Linked DNA regions of Zea mays: region 2 is linked to region 1. The links are chromatin contacts, called in public Hi-C maps. All regions are on one chromosome and are shown on one strand. The core of a region is the stretch at or near the end of the contact, and the rest is flanking DNA. Distances in the headings are between cores, read along the strand shown. Region 1 holds the start of LOC100282370. Region 2 holds the start of LOC100274350 (CDT1a protein).

Evidence for each region. A called contact is a pair of places that touch in the nucleus more often than the background predicts.
Region 2: a contact with region 1 is called in a Hi-C map of tassel, with 4 times the contacts expected there. The contact joins the promoter of LOC100274350 here to the promoter of LOC100282370 in region 1. A contact is called at or near these places in 13 of 25 Hi-C or Micro-C datasets (bundle sheath, ear, endosperm and 6 more) and 2 of 3 datasets of contacts at active chromatin or transcription factors (leaf and seedling).

Annotation. Positions count from the first base shown.
Region 1 is chr1:234,072,767-234,077,921 of Zm-B73-REFERENCE-NAM-5.0, reverse strand. LOC100282370 reads right to left here and starts at 3,078. Exons shown (of 4, transcript NM_001412106.1): 1 at 2,794-3,078; 2 at 2,643-2,696; 3 at 2,001-2,120; 4 at 1,147-1,602. The coding sequence starts at 2,829. The coding sequence ends at 1,471.
Region 2 is chr1:234,238,983-234,244,137 of Zm-B73-REFERENCE-NAM-5.0, reverse strand. It overlaps LOC100274350 (CDT1a protein), which reads right to left and starts at 2,809. Exons shown (of 8, transcript NM_001148710.1): 1 at 2,504-2,809; 2 at 1,411-1,764; 3 at 1,198-1,317; 4 at 868-1,096; 5 at 123-770. The coding sequence starts at 1,754.

The DNA of each region.
Region 1 (5,155 bases), core at 1,829-4,328:
GTTAACATAATATTGCAATTTAGTTCCATGGATGCATAGACATAATAGTCGCCGAAACATGTGAGCTTCAACCTAAAAAATGGAGCTGCATGAACTAAGCACCAACACCATCACCTTGTAGCTAAAAAATCATCAGGCTTGTATATTTGGTTATATAGCTAAGGTGCCAAAAATTATCACATATTTCTACTACACTTATCTAAGATTAGACTCTTAAATTCTCTGCTATATCTTAACACGACTAAGAGAATATTGCCACACTTTTACAAATTATTGATGAGTGGAAACTACACAGCGGGAAAAAAATATTGCCACAAGTGTGGCTATAAACCAAATGTATATCTAACTCGATCAAAAATGTCTAACCTTAGGTGTGGCAAACTATAACAAATGAGGCAGCGAACCAAACAAGAGAATGCAAGGCAAGGGAAAGAACGCAAGGATTATAATGTGAAAAAAGAAGTTAAGGCTCAATCCTAGAAACGCTTGCTACATGTGTTTTTGCACGTCAGTTATGGCATGACATTCTATCCCCTTTTAATCTAGGACATCTTATTCCTAGTCCCGTGGAGACCGCCTTTGCAGGGTGGTGGGGAGGAGTGACCAATCGGATCCATAAAGACAAGAAGGGCTTCAACAATGCTATCATCCTTAGAGCATGGTGCCTTTGACTTCATAGGATGATCTTCCATGAGTCCACTTCCATTGTGAAGGTGTTGAGGTACTTCCTTGAGCTCGCTTGCTGGGTTCTAGCCGAGGCCAAGCAGCTAGGGTGCATTAGTTTAGCTAGCAGTGTTTGTGCTTTGTAAGTGCCGGGCCTGCGTGGCAAGTCTCCCTGTCTTGGTGTATGCTTTAGAAGAGCGTGTGTTTAGGTGTGTTTGTATTCTGTACTTTGTTCTTTATGGATGTTTTTCTTCTTTAACATATAATGATGCACAGTCCTCCTACGCATTCGAGAAAAAAATATATAAGGCTTCCATATACATAAGAGAACACAGTTGAAATGGTTTGCCTCCCTTCTACAGTGGGTAAGGCTGTCTCCATCTGCCTTTCTATCCCACCTATTTCAAACTCTACACCATAGACCATATAGACGAGTGCTAGAGATGGCCTAATGGAGTACATATAAGAAAAGCCCATAACAAATAGTGAACTATTGCCTGGTTTCTGAGCCTAGATTTAAATCTTTGCATTGGCAAGGCAAAATATTGAGCACAGTTATATGAACAAAAAAAAACAAGATTTATAATGTATAAAAATTACAAGATCACATAGCATGGGCAATTCTACACTAGATTTGTCCACTACATGGATGAACAGCTTTGTGCCAACCCTAGCCACAAATCATGTGTGAAATCATCCACGGAATGAATGGGGTAACATTTTGTAGGCCAAGCGTTTTGCAAGCCTATACATCCACTATATCAGGCAAAGTCAGCAGCTACATTGTCAAGTGTTGAAGTTTCTGCCTTACACATTATCAGGCCAAAATTCCCTGAAAAAAGCCATCTCGAATTCCTTCTCTTTCAAGCGCTTCTCCTCTTCTTGCAGTTTTCTTATCCTCTTTGCAGCTAATTTTGCCCTTTTCTTTGATTGCATTTCCTGCTGCAACAGTGACATGTATGTAACAGTAAGTTAGAACCCGATTCAGGCAAGGTGATGACTAAAAGTAGACAGTTTAAGGTATATGAACGCTTAATAAACAAAGAAACAGTACTGTCTATTATATTTACTAAATCATGCAAATATTGGACAAGGCAATGCAAGGAGGGTGTAGGTGTCTGTAAAAAAAGTAGCCGTTGTAAGTTACACAATAGAATTCAGTAAGTCAAATAATCAAAGAAGCCAGCAGTATGGTAGACTACCACAAAAACCAAGTCAAGATTAACAAGAAAAGTGGAACAACATCTGTAGTTCTGTACTGCAGTAAAAAACAAATGTATCATCTGTACTGCAGTAAAAAAAACAAATGTATCGAAACAATCACGTCATTAGCTCACCTTGGGCTTTTGAGGATGTGTTTCAATGTCATCCTCAACCTTAGGTTGTGGTTTTGGTTCTTTAGAACCTATACCACGCTTGTTATTCTTAACACGAGTCTCTACAGGTTCCAACCTTCCCTGTTCCACAAACAATTGAGGCTAGTGAGTAAGCAATAACTTACAGAAGAACAGTGCAGATCTAAACTGTGCACTGGCTTGATCAAGTGCCACATAACCATAAATTTCTTATCTTAACTAAGATCGCCAAACAGCAACTCTTGATCAAACCCATCGATGAGAAAGATAACTGAATCAGCGTAAACTACACTACTACTAAGCTAACACAGGATAACAGGACCATTCTAAACATTTGGAGTATAATCTATGGAGAAGAACAAATAAATTAGTAAATTACAAAAATCCATGTGATCAGCGAGCACAAATAACAGTTATTTCTCCATGCCATTTGCCCTCTGAACTGGTCTGTCAAAAGCCCATAAAATTCAGACAGCCTATTTCGCGATTAGTGTGCAGGAACGCAATAACGCTGAAACCGCACGGAGTGACAGCAAATACCACTAGAATCCGTCGACGTTAAATTTTGGGGAAAATGGAAATATGGAACTGTGACGCGGACTAGGCAAGGATCCAGACACAGACCTGCTCCTGCGCTCCAAGGCCAGTGCCCTCCTTCCAACCAGACTTCTTCAGCAGCTGAAACAGGTTCAAGAAACGAATCAAACCCTAAGCAGCAGGGTGCCCAATCAGGAAACTACCAGCCGTCATGCGGGACATGGGGCGACGCAAGTACCTGGAATCCGATGTTGGAGGACCCGATTGACGCCATCGCCTCTTCTCTTCTCTTCCCCTACCCTCCAGGCTCCGGCGCCCGGGCCGCCGCGCTCCTCTCCGTCTCTGTTCTCCTTTGGTCTCAGCCTCACGCCGTCAGACGTCTCGTTGTCCTGTGCGATCCCACCGCGACGTGCCTGTTTGGTTGAGGTCGGTTTCATCGTCCCGGGTCGGGCTCGGTGCCGTGCCGTGCCGTGCGCTGCTCGGCCTGCTCCGACTCGTGCGCTAGATAGGCCAAACGATGGCTGATAGGCCCGTGTCATGTTTAAAGTTTTAATGCTGTGCGAAGGTTAAATGAAGTTTCCAGATTGCTATAAAAAACATATGACTGTTGTAGGATGTTGGAGCTCATAGATAGTAATAATGATCAAGTCATAGAGACTTAAAGTTTTGGAGTCTAACATCAACCTCAAACTGGCCAAAAAGGGCAAACAATGAAAAAGACAATGTGTCATTCTGGGCTCCATTTGAGGAGAAACAGAAAAGCTAGAGAAAGATTAAGAAAGAGGTAAGCTCCTGAGACTTAGTCAATTGGATTACTCTCTAACTATGTGTGTCTAAGTCATAGGAAAGTCCTACCATGAGTTGAGATCTATTGGAGAAGAATTGGAGAAAAGAGCCTCACTGCGGCATGTCTGAACGCACCGGACCGTGAACAGTAGTAATCTGGTGGCTCATCGGACCGACTGTGTAGTGGGCCCAACTAGCGGCTAGGTGCACCGGACCATGAATAATGTTGGTCTGGTGGTACATTGCACCGCTTCTAACGGCTCTCTTCAACGGGCGCTGGAACCAACGTCTAGTTGACGTCACCGGAATGGTCCGGTGCCCATCAGATCAGATCCCGGACTAGGGGCACGTGGACCAGGTCCGATACCCCCGCGAACAGTGCAGTTTTCAGGATTTTCTACAAGGAAGGGGGCAAGGGGCAACAGCTATGGCTCATTTGGAGCTATAAAAAGACCCCTTAGGCACCCATATTGAGATGTCCAAGCCACCCAAGTGCAACATACAAGTGTAGACATATTGCAAATCAATTATGTCTCCATCTCTTGTGTATTTCTCTCTAGCTTGTGTGTTGGCGCAGTTATAAGCTAAGAAAGAGTAGAGTAGTGCTACTGCAGTTAGAGCAAGATCTTGAGCATACTGTTACTCAATCGGAGAGTTGCCGACGTCTGTGACAGCCTCGTCTCTGTGTAACTCGACATTGACATAGTAGAAGGCTTTGTCTGTCACCTTGACATATCTGAGTAACCGAAGGATGGAGTGACATACTCCAAGGCAAGATTTGGCTAACTCCAACGTGGATGTAGGCAAGCATTTTAGGCTTGGTCGAACCACGAGATAAATCCTTGTATCTAATGTGTGCTCTGTGTTGTGTTATTCTCTGTCTCTCTACTTTGATTGCTTTACTATTTACGCTTCACTACTTATCTGTGGTATAAATTGTTCTTGAAGTGCAGGTTACTTCGAGACAGGGACCTCGATTCCGCGGTGACCTACTCGATGTGGTCTTCCTTCCGCTGCGATCAGTTTTCGAGTAGCATAAGAGTTCCAAGATTTTGGTGATATTTTTTATTCGCCTATTCACCCACCTTTAGACGACATCTAGATCCGGTTCCCAGACATAGGGAACTTTTAGCATCCTTGTTTCATGTGTCAACTCTAATAAGGGCTATGCTACGTGGTTGAGTTTTTGTACTATTAATTTTGCTGGTTTATGATGAGTAGTATTTTTGGTGCTTGAAGTTTTGGTTAATATCATGAACTCCTAAATTGGCTATTTTTAAAGCTATACAATATACATCTCAAATTCAGGTCCTGTTAGCCAAAATTCGTTGCTCTTAGAAAATATGGGGATGGTTAATATCTGTATTTCAGTGGTGTTCTCCCTTGTTGTATCATACACTGTTGTCTAGCCTTAATTCTAACTAAGTGATGTTTTATAGGTTCTTGACATGGGTGTGGTCTCCACTAAAGAGGCCTTCAAGTGCCTGATAAATCGAGGATTGATACTAGGAGAAGTAGAAGCCACAAGTTTCTACCAGATTTGTAAATGTTCATGAATGATTTTATTGTTGCTAATGAATGTTGTAATATATTTGAGTATACTGCGTATAGAGACAATGAAGGTAAGATGGGTTTCTGCAGCCTCAGCTAAAATACCAAGAAAAAGTAGTTGCAGACAAGGTCTACGTCTGGCACTTGTGTTCAGTACCAATTCGTGCAATAAAAGTTTGTAGTTTGATTCTTTTCTACTTTTTCTTTGCAATGTTACAAAAGTTGAAGATCATTATGTTCTGAAGGATGATCCAAACAGTTGA
Region 2 (5,155 bases), core at 1,560-4,059, 170 kb before region 1:
TGCTAGTTTATATTGTGGACTATGGCATCTCTGATCTTGTAGCATGTAATTATGTGCTAATCCATACAAAAAAAAGTTAAATACAAGTCTATGTGAAATGTGATGGATGGAAATCAATATACCTCTAATGACTTGTTGAAACTAGATGAATCTTCCGAGAGAATTCCAATTTTAGATGTAGCCACATGTTCCATTCTATCATGATAAGAAGGGCTTCCCCCTTCAAATTTTAAAGATGTATTTAGTGATCTGCGGGCAGAACTAGCTGAACGTGGTTCAGAAATGTGTCCACATGTGGCCTCAAGTTTCTCAAGTGGAGTGGGCAATTGCCTTTTGGGTGTCTGAGTTGCTGGTGTTTGAGCCAACAGTGGTGATTCTAAGGTCTCTTGTTTTGGCGTACCCTCTTGACAACGAGAGATCAAATGACGGCTTGGAGTAGCAGAAATTTCAGAGTTCACTGTAACTGAAGCATGTTTGTCTTGCTTTTTAGGGCTTCTGTTTGTTCCTTCTGTATCATAAGCACTCACAGAGCTCAGTTTTGTTGGATCAAGTAGCAATTGAGTCCTTTCAGCTCCATCAGTAATGACTTTCTGGGACATTAGCTTTCGAAAAGATTGTGGGAAGTGGGAAGCATTTGAGAATCCATCCTTAGTGGTGCCTTGCAGATGTGGCTCAGCAGCATGTCCATTATGTGATGCCTCAAGATTTAACTGGCCCCTTGACCTCAAGTTAAAGGGTTCTGGTAAGATTGCCTCTGGAATGTCTGTACCCTGCATAAATAGCAATTGTGACTAGAATACTGAGTGAATAAACAGTGAAGAACTACTAATGAACAACTACCCAATAAAGACCAATTAAATTTAGTACCTTATGATGAGCATCCAAAAATGTCAAAAGCTTCGAGTAAAAAGCATCGCAAATTGTCATGGATGGAGAGTGATCAGTACTTGTGTATTCCACAACATCCATTACAAGTATGATTTCCATATCAGCATACATGCATAGGCTTTTCTCGTCATGTAGAAGTACCCTCTTAATCTGGATTGCTTCTGGAAACAAATACTTCATTTGGGCCAAATGACAGTACGATAACTTCCTGCAATGCAGAAATATTATCACCCAACTGTAACAAACAGATAAAAAATATTCCACAGAGAAACTTTTGTCAAACACAGATATTTCTCCCGTAGTTATTACCTTTTTGCGAGTATTTCCACCTGGGTGGCAATATTATTAAATGTAGCCATCCTCTTCCGTAAGCGTAGCAACCTTATAGAACTCTCCATTCTATTAAAAAGATTCAGTAAATCCTTGTGCCTGACATTGTGAACAGGAAAGACAAGGTGAATAATCATGGTTAGGAAGCACACATATACATGAGATATTGAGATGAAAATAAAAATGGATCACTTCTCCAGAAGTTCAATGCTTCTTGATCTCTGAGATCGGCTCATGCCTGGCGAAATACTGTCATTATAGTCTTCATCATCTATGTCACCCTCATCTTCCAGGAACTGATTTGCAAATCTATCTTTGTACCTCTCTGCAAGTAAATTCCTTGCCAACGAACTCACAACAACCCCTTTGCTTCTAGATTCAAGCTTCTCTGGAGTGGGTGATTCAATTTTGCTTCCAGCATCTTCTGTGTCAACTTTCAACTTGTGCATAGTTGCAGGACTACTCGAACCATCATCATTAGACACTTGCGGTAATCCTTTCTCAAGGGCAAGCTGAGTAGCATCCCCCTCACTCATTTTTAGGTCACTGCACTACAATAATGGGATCATAAGTAATATACTCTAAACAAAATCAAACAATATTCATAGAAGTACATGGGTGAACTGCAGACAGTAGCACGGTACAACGTTATCAAAGAGTAGCAAACATCGACTTCTATGGTCATACTCGTCTGGTCAGACCTCTATTCCCTAGTAACACCACCAAGGCACTTCACAACCATCTAATCACAATCACTCCAGTATAAACTATTTACCAAAAAAATCACAAATTCTCTACTCGTAAAAATATACATGAATTAGGATCAATCCGTGCAAAATAAAAAACCAGGGGGTATACATCCACCAGAATTTTGTGGCAAGAATGTGAGGTGTCTAAAACTCTATGAAGGGAGCCTCAATAAAATAAAACGGTGAACCGAGATGCCTACAATCTAATATGGAGTTCGCTAAAAGAATGTGAAATTCTAGCTATCACTCCGTAAAAGTTAATACAGAAATCGGGTGGAGACATCTAGCGCAGTAACTAAAAAAATTGAGTGAACTGCTCACAAATTACGCCGAACCCTAGACATTAACCCACCACATAGCACAACACAAGTACACAACAGCTGACAAAACAAACCACCGCAACTCAAACCAACGCCTTGTGAATGCGGAGGCGAAACGAACACTCCGCCGGAGAGCGCGCGGGAGAGTGGCACAAGGAAAGCACCGTAAAATTCCTAAAGCACAAGCAAACAGAAGACCAGATCCTGAAAGTTTACCTACAGCTACAGCTCGTAGTGCGCTCGGTGTCTCAGATCCGGAGGACGTCCGAGAATCGGCGCTTCTGACGCAGGATTTTGCGGCGGGAGTCGGCGGTCGGCGGGCGGCGGAGGGAGTACGCCGTTGCGGAAGGGAGCGGGAGAAGCGAAACGGAGGAACGCTGCACTTTTCAAAAAAAAATGCGGGGCAAAGCTGCACAACTCGAGCCGTTCATTACTTCAAGCTTTCAGCCCACTTGTTCTATTGCTCCATCAAAGCCAACCCGTTCGGAAACCTATGACCTAGATGTTTTCCCTGCCCTCTCCAACAAACATTTCCTGTTCATACAGACTAGGGAGTAGGGATCATATACTCATGCCAGATTAGGAACTGTAGAATTGCATTTTCGGTGTGTTTGGTGCTCACATTGACGACTAAAACGGGTTCGTATATACGTAGTACGGTACTCTCTTCTTTAATTGTCCTAGTTTAATTTAAAAATAAATTAGGGGACGATAAATATTCGAGAACAGAGGTAGTAGTATGGTGCACGTATGTTACAACAGAACATAAATTATTCGTTAAGATATTAGTACACAACGATTGCAGGAAAATGAACAAGTCATTTATAATCAATATTGTAGTTCTAGACAATGTTTGAGAGAGCTCATGCTAACAATACGTTGGTCAGCCTCTGTAGAGCCTTGCAAAGTTAGTCGACGGAGTTGGACACCTTTCAGAGCATCACCCGAGATGCCCACAGGCAAGTCGGAAATGCACTGCTTGTCCGGGGTTGACCACGGGCGAGCCGTGACTGCGTATCTCGCCCGAGGATGGCCTCGAGCGAGTCGTGACTGGATCTCCCGCCCGGGGTTAGCCTCGGACGATTCATGACTGCGTCTCCCGCTCGGGGTTGGCCTCGGACGAGTCCAAAAATGTGATGGTTGTTCGGGGTGGGCCTCGGACGAGCTGTGATTGCATCTCCCACTCAGGGTTGGCCTCAGGCGAGCCGTGACTGCGTCTCCCGCCTAGGTTTGGCCTCAGGGGAGTCGTGACTGCGTCTCCCGTTCGGGGGTGGCCTCAGGCGAGTCAGAAATGTGCTGCTTGTCTGGGGTTGGCCTCGAGCGAGCTGTGACTGCGTCTCCCACCCGGGGTTGGCCTCGGGCGAGTCGTGACTGGATCTCCCGCACGAGATTGGCCTCGAGCGAGTCGTGGCTGCGTCTCCCGCCCAGTGTTGGCCTCGGGAGTTAGGCACCATGGAGAGTTGGTCGACGGAGTTAGGCACCTTCCGAAGCATCACCCGAGATGCCCTCGAGCGAGTCGGAAATGCGCTGCTTGTCCAGTTTTTGGCCTCAGGCGAGCCATGACTGTGTTCCCGCCTGAGGTTGGCCTCGGGCGAGTCAGAAATGTGATGCTTGTCCGGGGTTGGCCTCGGGCGAGCCATCGTTGCGCTCCCACCAGAGGTTGGCCTTAGGCGAGTCGGGACTACGTATCCCGCCCGGGATTGGCCTTGGGTGAATCGTGAGTGGATCTCCCGCCCGAGATTGGCCTCGAGCGAGTCGTGACTGCGTCTCCTGCCTGGTGTTGGCCTTGGGTGAGTCATGACTGCGTCTCCCACCTGGGGTGGCCATGGGCAAGTTCATCGGTGGAGAATTGGTCAGCAGGTCCGCCTTTGGACCTTGGTCGGCGGAGAGTTGGTCAGTCGGTCCTCCTTCAAGAGTTGGTCGGTGGAGTTGGTCGGCAGAGTTTGGCACCTTCCGGAGCATTGCCTAAGATGCCCTCGGGAGAGTCGGAAATGCTCTTCTTGTCCAGTTTTGTCCTTGAGCGAGCCATGATTGTGTCTCCCGCCCGAGGTTGGCCTCGGGCGGGTCGTGAGTGTGTCTCCCACCCAGGGTTAGCCTCGGGTGAGTCGTGAATGCGTCTCCTGCCCGAGGTTGGCCTCGGGCGAGTCATGACTGGGTCTCCTGCACGGGGTTGGCCTCGAGCGAGTCGTGACTAAACCTCGGGCGCGTCATGATTGTGTCTCCCGCCCGGGGTTAGCCTCGGCCAAGTCGTGATTGCATCTCCCCCCGAGGGGGGTGGCCTCGAGCGAGCCAAAAATGTGATGGTTGTATAGGTTGGCCTCGAGCGAGCCGTTACTGCGTCTCCCGTCGTGGTTGGCCTCGGGCGAGTCATGAGTGCATCTCCCATCCGGGGATTGCCTTGGGCGAGCCGTGAGTGCGTCTCCTACCCGGCGTTGGCCTCGGGCGAGTCGTGACTGTGTCTCCCATCCGGGGGTGGCCTCGGGCGAGTCAGAAATGTGCTCTCTGAGAACACCTAGAGGGGGGTGAATAGGTGATCCTGTAAAAACTTAAAACTTAAAGCCACAAAACTTGATTAAGTGTTAGCACAAAGAAATCAAGTGGCTAAGGACCGAGCTCTTGTGAAACACAATAGTCACAGGAGAACAAGCACAAGAGACACGATGGTTTATCCCGTGGTTCGGCCAAGTACAACACTTGCCTACTCCACGTTGTGGCGTCCCAATGGACGAGGGTTGCACTCAACCCCTTTCAAGTGATCCAAAGATACACTTGAATACCACGGTGTTTTCCTTTCTTTCACTATATCCCGTTTGCGAGGAATCTCCACAACTTGGAGCCTCTCGCCCTTACAAATGATGATCTCAAAGA